3 separate regions of the Mus musculus genome follow, and regions 1 and 2 are each linked to region 3. The links are chromatin contacts, called in public promoter capture Hi-C maps. All regions are on one chromosome and are shown on one strand. Each heading gives the region's core, a stretch centred on a gene start, on an enhancer-like site or on the middle of the called end of the contact. The rest is flanking DNA. Distances are from core to core; before and after follow the strand shown.

What was found. Promoter capture Hi-C pulls out the DNA fragments that hold promoters and counts their contacts.
Region 1: a promoter capture Hi-C map of hippocampal neurons shows a contact between it and region 3, with 3 times the contacts expected there. The contact joins the promoter of Amy1 here to the promoter of Col11a1 in region 3. A contact is called at or near these places in 7 of 39 promoter capture datasets (the 3T3-L1 cell line, 3T3-L1-derived adipocytes, the C10 cell line and 3 more) and 1 of 9 other capture datasets (adipose tissue).
Region 2: a contact with region 3 is called in a promoter capture Hi-C map of neural stem cells. The contact joins the promoter of Rnpc3 here to the promoter of Col11a1 in region 3. A contact is called at or near these places in 17 of 39 promoter capture datasets (the 3T3-L1 cell line, 3T3-L1-derived adipocytes, the HPC-7 cell line and 10 more), 1 of 15 datasets of contacts at CTCF or cohesin (the NIH/3T3 cell line), 16 of 484 Hi-C or Micro-C datasets (the 3T3-L1 cell line, cerebral cortex, cranial neural crest and 7 more) and 19 of 115 datasets of contacts at active chromatin or transcription factors (the NIH/3T3 cell line, astrocytes, craniofacial prominence and 10 more).

Annotation. Positions count from the first base shown.
Region 1 is chr3:113,572,409-113,576,043 of GRCm38.p6, reverse strand. Amy1 (amylase 1, salivary) reads left to right here and starts at 1,282. Exons shown (of 11, transcript NM_007446.2): 1 at 1,282-1,440.
Region 2 is chr3:113,628,562-113,631,996 of GRCm38.p6, reverse strand. It overlaps Rnpc3 (RNA-binding region (RNP1, RRM) containing 3), which reads left to right and starts at 1,848. Exons shown (of 15, transcript NM_001038696.1): 1 at 1,848-2,134. The coding sequence starts at 1,943. It also overlaps the pseudogene Gm17954.
Region 3 is chr3:114,028,693-114,032,252 of GRCm38.p6, reverse strand. Col11a1 (collagen, type XI, alpha 1) reads right to left here and starts at 1,713. Exons shown (of 67, transcript NM_007729.3): 1 at 1,250-1,713. The coding sequence starts at 1,352.

The sequences.
Region 1 (3,635 bases), core at 33-2,532, 460 kb after region 3:
CCAGGGCAATATGTCTCCATAGAACCCAGCTATCCTACCATAGCAGGCCCTGAATATTCCAACATAACTGAAACAAAAGAAAAAGATGTTAAAACTAACTTTATGAATATGATACAGATTCTTAACGAGAAAATGAGTAAATCCTTTGACAAAATCCAAGAAATCCACAACAGTGTAAAGAAATAAATACAACTGTTCAAGTCATGAAATTGTAAAGAGAATCAATAAAGAAACAAAACTGGGGGAATTCAGGAAGTGAAAAATTTAGGAATTTGAACAGTAACTACAGAGGCAAGCTTCACCAACAGAACACAAGGAAAATCCACTAAGATTACATTTCAATTCATAGCATCTATGCTCCAAACACAAGGGCACCCAAGTTTATAAAAAAAGACACTACTACAGCTTAATCACATATTGACCTTCACACACTGAGAGTAGGAGACTTTAATACCACATTGTCATCAAGGAACAAGCCATCCAGACAAAAACTAAACAGAGAAATACTGGAGCTAACAGGTATTATAAACCAAATGGACCTTAGTGATATTTGTAGAACATTTTACCTACACAAAAGAAAATGCCTTCTACTCTGCACCTTATGGAAATTTCTCCAAATTTGACCATACTGTTGGAAACAGGACATGTCTCAGTAGATATAAGAGTTTTGAAATAATTCCCTGCATCCTATCTGACAACCAGCAACAGAACCAACAGAAATCTTACAAACTGATGGAAACTGAATATTTCGCTACTGAAGGGAAACTGGGTCAAGACTAAAATAAAGACAGAAATGGAGTACTTATTAGAATTCAATGAAAATGCGTACACAGCATACCCAAACTTATGGAACACAGTGAAAGTGGTGGTAAGAGGAAAGCTTATACCACTAAGTGCCTACGTAAGATCTCATACTAGCAACTTAAGAGCACACTTGAAAGTTATATAATGAAAACAAGTAATTACACTCAACAGGAGTAGAAGATGATAAACGCAGACCTAATAATAGACCTTTGATTAAGTGAATTTGTTCCCATTATGTTCTCATTTTTTTATTGATTGAATTTGGCTCGATAAAATAATGTGATCTTTAAACTTATTTTACAAGCCTTTAACCCCTATATTGTATATAAGTGATTTAGAGAAAAAGTTGAAAGTAGAAGAGGTTGTTGTGTATTGAGAAAGCAAAGTGATGAATTATGTTGCAATAGAGGAGGTTATAAAGCAGCAGCCAAGGGAAGGCAGTGGTTTCCAAAGGACACCAGGGTGGTGGTGCCCAGTCCATCATAGGTCACTGTGGAGCTCAGATCACAGTGCTGACAGAATCCATATTTGGAGAATTACATAAGGTTTGAAAGAGAGGATAGTGAAAGGATACGAATTCCTAAAAACGTTTAATCTGGCCTTTTGTTTGAACGAAAGAGAAATTGAAACCAAATGGTGAGATTTCTATTGTTTTGTATTTGACGAATACTAAACTCTAGATTTGGATGGTTGTTGATTTATACAAGTTGATGTAGTAAGTTACTTTTAAGATATATGGTTTTGTTTTTCTTTCATCCCTTTTTGTACTTTATTAGAGGTTTATTTTATTTTTATTTTTAATGGTTTGATCTCTGTTATTTAGGGCTTCAGGGTTTCAAGGTCTTTTGTGGGTTTGTTGACAGATCGTGTTTGCTTGCCCAGCAGCACAGTCTGTACTATTTGTTTTGGAATGAGTACTGAGCCTTGGCTCTAAACTTATTTTAGATATGTGGTAGGCAGACTCGCTAAACTTTGTCTTTCTCTAGCCTTCATATGCAACTTATGCTAAGCTTAAGTTGGTATTTTTTCCCTGTGGGTAAATGACTACTGTTTTGAGAGATAATACAAGGTAAAACTCAGATGAATTATGAATTGTTTTAAGTAAAGCAACTATAACTTGATTACCTTCACGTGAAATATCTTCCTAATACTTTAGAACTTAAAAAACTTAAAATAAAATACAGAAGCTTTCAACACTAGAGATAATGTTAACATGATAAAACTACATGTGAAGATGTGTCATTAAAGAAACTATAATATTTTAATGACATTCCCAGTACATTTTTCACTATAAAGATACTTAACTATGTCTCCTCTGGGCTACTAACTACAAATGGCAAGAATACATATGCTGTCTCTTACTGACCACTGCTAAATAATTTGTATTTTATAATGTCTTATTTTGTCATGAATTTTAGGAAGAATATAACAAGGAAAATAATTTTGTAAATAATTAGTATTTATTTGTATATGCAAACAGGGAGAGTAGAGAAATAATTTAAAATTAACTGTGTGTGTTTTTTTTTTATTTAAGTAGTGTCTTTAAATTATCTGACTTTGATATCCATAAGAAGGGTTTTAGCTAAATGCCTAAATTTATAAAAGCTGGAGTGTAAAGAGGAATCCTGAATTTATATTAGAGTTTTCTCTCTGTAATAGTAACACCTATTTTATAACATTGCTAAGAAACTACTTTTGAGGATATTATGCATAATTTTGTTTTATTTCTTAATATTAGAAAAGATTTTTAATTTTTCTTCTTTCAAATTTTAATTCACATTATGCATATTTATGGAATATCACTTGGCAATTCAATAGTATTCAAACACTATCCACATTAGGGTTGTCAGCATTTCCATCTAGAGTTTTTGATAATCTTGTAATTTTTATCCATAATATATAGGTGAATATAGTTCACAATAGCATACCATATATCTTGTGAATCACTACAGGAAAAGAAATGTAAGTCCCCAAAAGGAGTTATGATGAGGAACAAAAACCATATAATACACACACATACTCTCTCTCTCTCTTTCTCTCTCTCTCTTTCTCTCTCTATCTTTCTCTCTCTTTCTCTCTCTCACACACACACATTATAACAAACAATAATTGGTTTTCATAAGTATGCATTGTATATTAGTATTTTAATAATACAAAATAGTAATAAATATATGCTTTATTGAAAATTGAAATATGTGTACTTCATGAGAGGAACTGATATGTTGTTAGGATGCTATCAAAGTTATATATTTTTATTGCATAGTAACATAATACATATTCATATAATAATATATAATCAAACACACACACATATATATGTATACATACACACACACACATATATGTATGTATGTATAACTATAACTCAAAGCCATGAAAATGTAACAGGTTTAGTCACTAAAGTGCATCCTTAACTCTATTTGATATTATTTTTATTTAGAGTATCTTACAAGATATTATGATCATATTCCCTTCCCTTATATCTTCTCTTAGTCCTATATCCACATTTTTGGTTACGTTAATTGAATAGACATCTTTCCGGGGCCAAGCTCTGAAGATTCTCTCAAACCCTTTCTCATGATGTTCTCTGGAGAGAACATTGTGGGTAATAAAGATGTCCTGTTTAGGGCTGAGCATTCTGAAGTCCCTATTCTCAGCCCTTTGAAGATTTGTGAGTCATTGCCTTGACTGTCTACACTGCTAAAAGAGTTCTTTTACTAAAGCTGATACTTATACAAACCTGTAGTTGTAAATGCAAATATTTAGAAAGCAATTCAACTACATGTTTATTTAATAAAATACTGGCAGTAGATCCTACCATCGGACCCATG
Region 2 (3,435 bases), core at 599-3,098, 400 kb after region 3:
GATATGATAGGCTGCACAGCATATGTATATGAACTGTCAAAATACAGGTGAAAGTTGGCCTCACCAATTATGCTGTAGCCTAGTATACTGGCCTGCTGCTGGCCCACAGGCTTTGCAATAGGTTTGGAATGTACAAGATCTATGAAGGTCAGGTGGAGGTGACTAAAGATGAATACAATGTGGAAAGCATTGATAAGACTATCAATGCTTGGCACCTGCACTTGGTATTTGGATGCAGGTCTTGCCCAAATTACAGTGGTACCCTGAAGGGAGATGTGAATGGAGGCTTGTCTATCCCTCATAGACCTAAACAATTCCCTGGTTTTTATTTTGAAAGCAAGGATTTCAATGCAGATGTACATCAGAAGCACATCATGGGTCAAAATGTTGCAGAAGAAATATTGGGTTGCTCAGAAGAAGGGCACACTTCCTCACAGCTCAGAAATGAGCTGCTGAGAGCTAAAGCAAGTTTCTATTAAGCTTTTTTTTTTTTAAATAAAGACAATAAACTTATTGACCAAGGCACAAAAACTGATGCACTTTCTTAAGAGCTTATGATAGATATTTGCTCCCATAAATACTGTACTGGTGTGTGGAGGGGAGGCATATTGTTTTATAGCCTCACACTTGTGAACTAATAATTTGATGTGAAACGGAACTAGATTTCCTCTGAGTGCTCCCCACTTTTTCTTTTCTTTCTTCCTTTCCTTTGTGTCTTTACATAGCTCTGGTTGTCCTGGAACTCAGTGTCACCCACGCTGGCCTCAAAATCACTTGAGATGCATCTGTCTCTGCCTCTTGGGAACTTAGAATGAAAGGTGTGTGCCACCATGCCCGGTTTCTGCTATATTACTCATAGTGAAATCAAAGAGATTTTTAAACGTAAAATTTAACTATTCCTTCCACACACTCTTAAGTCTGTCGGCTTCTGTTCCCATGAGCAAGGTTCCTAACAAACCTCTAAGGTTCACAAGATCTGTCTCTAGTCACTCAATATTTTGGTAATTTATCTCCCCATGCAATGCTTCCTCAAAGCGGATCTTTGAAGTACTGTGTACTAACTGGCTCATATCCATCAAGCAAATTAGAAGTAAAAGACACCCTAGGACTACGGAGTGAGCATACACATCTTGATTAATCTGTAAGGGATATTACTTTAGACCACCAGGGCCGAATCTTAGTCACAACAGTGTAGACTCCAACTTGGGTGCAAGGGCTCAGATCTCACCTATTGGTTAGCAATGAGTCTTAATCTACGTCAGTACTCTCAGTCGTGAGGTGGTGAGAAGAGAACTTACATCCATGAATACGTACGCTAACACATTTTTAGGTATTTACTCATGGAAGAAGCCAATTTTGTTTAATAAACAAACCGTGGCGAGAACTTTCAGCCTGTATTTGCCGACTGATAACGGCGTGCTCTCTCGCCTGCACTGTTGAATCTGAGGCTGGAGACTTGTGTTTCACCAGTCCTAAATGCTAGGAACACACTTGACATTTCCCGAGCGTTCTCCATTCACCAGCCAGATTCACTTTCTGAAAAATCTGGATTAAGAGCCCAGGGAGCAACAGCCCTTGCACGGTTCCTTCAGTACTTGATCCCTGGGATTACAGTATTTTTCTTTTGCATGACTGACGTTCTTCGATGAGATTGCTGTCCTTCTAACAGTGGCGTCTCTTTCAGTCTTTATTTTATTACAACCTCTCATTAAACTTAAAGCACGACTCCTAGGCGCTCTCCCCCGCAACAGTCCCGAAAAGAGAAGAGCGACTCTCCCGGAGGCCATTCTCGCGAGGAGTTCTCCTCTCGCGGGATTTCCCTGCGTCCAGAATCCTTAGCGCGAAGCGGAAACTATCTTCCGCTCAGCCTCGGTGACTGCGGGAGTTCGGCCGGAAGCTTGCGCGGAGGTTCCGTCTCTGGCCGCTTCTGCAGGGAAGCTAGATGGCGGGGCCTGAGCCGCCGATGCCGCTGTCCCGAGGCGGCCCAGGCTCCGCTTCGCTTTCTCCGCCCCGGGGAGACCGCACCCTCCTCGTCAGGCACCTGCCGGCCGAGCTGACGGCTGAGGAGAAGGAGGACTTACTGAAGTACTTCGGGGCGCAGTCGGTGCGCGTCCTGTCAGATAAGGGGCGCCTGGTAAGCGTGCGCAGCGGGCGGGGCGGGGCGGGGCGGGGCGGGGCGGAGCCGGGCCGCTAGGACCGGGAGAAACAGGACTAGGCTCGCGGTCTGCGCCTGCGCAGCTTGCCTACCAGAGAGGCGAGCATGGAATTGAACCTTGAGCCAGTTAGATTAAGGCTGAGCCACGCAGGGACTGTGTAGAGGTTTCTACCGGCGAGCGCACCCGCCCGGTCGAATTCAAAACTAGCCTAGACTTGAAAATACTGTTTCTGTTAGATTCTCATAGTCGTATGCAAGGTTTTTGGTTTTGTATTTTTATTTTAAAAAATTGCTTTTAAATCCTGGGTTGTAGAGCAGGATATACATAATAGCAAAAATTTGAGTGTAATAGACTTAATAGATTAACAAAATGCAAATACAAATATCCCTTAATTCAATCTAAATACAGTAGGCTCTCCTTGAATCAGATTGGACAAATTCAGAGTTCTAATAAACAACTCAAACTTACCAGTAATATAATTTGTTCACCTTTTTCAGGATGGTATTCAAAATAGAATTCAAATGAGAAAATTAGACTTATTACTGAAATTATAGAAACAAAGCAAAAAGAGACAATGCACCTTGAGGGGTGATTTCACTGTTAGTAAATGATTTTAAATTTTATCTTGTATAGACTGAAAAGACTTTTGAGTGAGATGAAAAAGGGTATTCCATATGTATAAATTTTTCATTTTAATAATGAATCAAGCTTCTCCATGCATCACTTTTGTGTGGACATGAAACTCACAGTCTAGAAAGGCTATGCTGAGGGTTTTTTTTTTTTTTAAGGTTTTATTTATTTATTATATGTAAGTACAGTGTGGCTATCTTCAGATCTCATTATGGGTGGTTGTGAGCCAACTTGTGGTTGCTGGGATTTGAACTCAGGACCTCTGGAAGAGCAGTCAGTTCTCTCACCCGCTGAGCCATCTCACCAGCCCTAAATGTTTTAAGAGTGATCTTTTTTGGAAAGAGGAGATGCTTTAAGATTTATTATACTTTTAATTATGTTGTACATTTGTGTATATTTTGGGGGTTTGTAGGAGTACAGGTGGTTATGAAGTTGCTGAACATGGACATTGGGACATCTTCCCAATGATGCCCTTGGTAAGAGCCCTACTGACTTTTACCACTGTCCCATCTCTCTGGTCCCCAGGAGTAGAGAGTTTTTTTAAAAATTGTGGTCTGTTGAACTCTTTGCTATTATAAAATATATTGTGTTTGTCCTTATTCATTTATGTTGAGAGGCAAAGCTGAAGAGCGTGCAAGTCCAAGAAGTC
Region 3 (3,560 bases), core at 464-2,963:
TAGGGAACGCTCAGATATGTGCAACAAGACCAAAGGCCAGGCTCAGGTTTCTACGAAACCTGTGCTTTCAGAGTTGGGTTGGCATTTCCAACCCCATTCTCTCCTCTCCTCTCTATTCCCCGCTTCTCTCTGCAGTCCTGACAAAGCTTGTTTTCTACTGTGAATTGCTCAGGCTCACCAACTCAAAGGGCTTTCTCCTGCCAGCCGAGTCTACAGCACCTAAGGGACCGCTGCAGCCAGATGCCTTTTCGGGAAAGGGCGGGGGCGGGGGAGGGAGGAGGCAAGCGGAGGGAGGAGTGAAGTCGCTCTCCCTCCTCCGGTACTGACAGGGCTACAGTCAGCTACACAGGTCTGGCCATTCAATATTTGGTAGTGCCACGTAGGAACTTTTCCTTACCTTCCCCCTCCTATCCCAGGCCCCCTCCTCTTCCTCCCTATCCCTAGTCGTCTGCCCACCACCCCATTTGCTTGGAGACTTTCCTCGCCCTCCAAGAGAGTTGTAGGTCCAACCTGCAAGAATAAGCTGTTTGGAGGGGACAAGGGATGAGCGAGGATGAGGGTGTCACGGAGAGGAGGGGGGTAATCATCAGGAGAAACTGCCCCCCCCCCTTCTGCCCCGAGCACTCCTGAACTCCACTTTATCGTCTGGGAAATGTGTTCCTCTGAGAACATTTCAAAATGCCACACACAAAGTGCTCTCAATCTTCTAGCTTCATCCCCGCTGGTTTCTCTTATATCCTCCAAAGTAAAAACAGCCCGTTTTTCACTTCCTTGCAGACAAAGAAGTTTATCACAGTTCACTTTATACTCTTTCTCAGTATTTTCTCCTCAGGTCACCCTTCAAAAGATATCTCCTTTAGAACCCGAAGAAACCCAAAGATTGGTTCAAAGGACCGAGGACTCTGAGTAAAGACTGTTCTTGAAACAAAAGCTTTGTACCACTGCCTTCCTGTTCAAGGTAATTTTTTTTTTCTTTTTGCAAAGAAAATGAGAAGGGATGATGGGCTTTCTCAGCCTGCCCGGTGCCTGACAGATCTTTTAATCCTGCCACCTACCTCCTAGCCCATTACTGTCCCGCCTACATCCATCTCCCTGTCTCTCCAGTTTCCACACTTAACCCGGTAGCAACTACAATCTGGATTTTATTTAAAAGAAGTGGGGAGACGACAAGGGAGAAGAGCACACACAAAAAAGAAGAAAGCCGGGTGGCAATGTCCCACCTCCCCAAACTTTTTTTTTTCCTCCTTACCTCCTCTGACCTCTCTAGCTTGGAAGAGAAAAGTCAAGGCGAGGGTTGAGATGGTGAGATCCCAGATCCACCGTTTCGTTTTCCACCTGGACCAGGGCTCCATCTCCAAGCCCCACGCTCACGACTGTGAACCCACGAAATTGCCACTGCAGACCAACTTTGTCCCTTCCAAGGTGTCGCCTACGTTCGCTACACAGCCATCCGGAAGGGAAAGGGAGTAAAAAAAAAAAAAGTCAAAGGGCTCTAATTTTTTTTTTTCCAATTTGATGGTTTGCTTCCTTCCTGTCTCTCGCCCCCTCCTCTCCCTTTGGGGTGGCCCGCAGGAGACTGCGACCCCGGGACCCGTCCTACGCCTGACCCTGCCTTCAGACTGAGGGCAGATGAAGGGTTTCAAGAAAAAAAGCCGAAAGCACTGAGCACCCCTAAAGGCTTCATGCTGTGGGTGGGCTGGACAAGAGGCTCGCGCAGCCCCCTCCTCCGCCCACTCCTCCCGCCTCCTGTGTGCCCGAGAAACTGACAAGCCGACTGAAGGTCATACCCAATCACAGGCCTCCCCGCAGCCTTGAACCCGCCCAGTCTCTCCCTGGAGGATCCAGACTTCTGTGCAGGCCCAGCCCACCAGCCACCCTTCATCTTCCCTCTCCTTCCCCCCCTCCTCAAATCCCCTGAAAAGAAATGGGAGGGAGTTAGGCGGGACCAAAGCTGGACTCCTGCACTTTGGGAATGAAAGGAATTGCAGGACAGCCCCGCAGCACACGGGACGTTCGAGTAGCTTCTGTATTCAATAAAAACCAAGCACTCTGCTCGCACCAGTCCGGGAGCCCCCCCCCCCTTTCTTCGGAGGTGGGAGGGGAAAGAGGGGAGAAGACCAGCATGTTCACTGGCCCCACGGCTGGAGTCCTGGACTGGCAGCGGTAATTTTATCCATCTCCAAAAACCTTGCTTCCTAAGGCAGCCATGGAATCAGGAACCAGTGGGCTCTGTGCTGCCTGCATCCAAAAGTGTTTTACTAATATTTTTAAACTAGAGACTAACGAAGGTGGCATGAAGGAACTCTAAAGATCAAAATCCTCATCTTGTAGGCAAAATCTAGTTGGTGAGATGAAAGTTAAGCTTCTCAAATGTTCAAAGACTGCCCAGAGCTCACTGAGGGGCTTGTCTGCAAGAAAAGAGGAAAGACCAAGAACCCATAGCAGTAGAAACTAAGGGAATCAGTCACTTGCTTTTCCAGCAAATCCTGATACTGGATGAAAGGGAGAAGCAGGGAATAGAGAAGGACAGGAAAGCTGCCTGCAGAATTCTCCAACCAATCCAGTCAGTTTCTTTACTGGCCTGGCCTGGCCCTGAGCCTTGGGGCTGAAAACGTGGTCACTCCACTAGCAAAGTCTAACAAGAGGGAAGTGGTTCTAAGAAACCCATCTCCTCCTCAGTGTATCTCTTAAATCTATACATTTGATTCCCTGGTCAGTTTTCTGCATATTTGAATTCCTCCATCCTCCTGATTGGTCTTTTGTGTTTTAAATCATTTCTGAAACGTGTCTCTCCCACAGTGAGTGCCATGTCCAATGTCCAGCAATGGACAGAAGTAGGAAGTGTCCAACAGGGTACCAGCATACATTACCCACTCCATAGAGAAGCTTTGAAGGAACACGTTCATTTTCTCTACCAACACAGAGACTAGAAGGCAGGACTTACTGTTAGCATTTCAGTCATATCAGTGCTTAAGGGCCTTCAATTAGGCTTATCAAGCGTGCACGTTCAAGTCTTTATTTGATGCTAAGCTTTAAACCATGGGGTCTTTTCTAAATGATCCGTTAAGACATGACTAATTGGACTATATAAAATGTCTTCATATGGTTTAATAGTTGGCAAACTAGCTGGAAATTGATAAAAAATCAGAAGTAGAATATACTAAAAGCAACTAGAAATATTTCTACATAAATGTTATTCTCTGCACCAAAGAACGATTTCCTAATCATAAAGTTTCTTTGGGATTACAGTCTAAAACACAAACAAACAAACAAACAAACAAAAAGACCTATTTATTTCTTGAAATGAGGCCAGCAGAATGTTTGAGATGCCATTTATAAGAGAAATAGGGCCAACTAGCTCTTCAATCTATTAACATATTTTACCAATATAGTTTACCAACATATTGTATTTGAACCTGGAATGTCTAAATACAAATTAAAGATCTTACATTTGAAATATAAGTAATTCAACACCTTTGTTATGCCTCTTACTTTCAGGTGGAAATTGTGTATGTATTTGTGGCTTCGCCTATACTTGCCTTTTCTGTCCAATTCTCTCT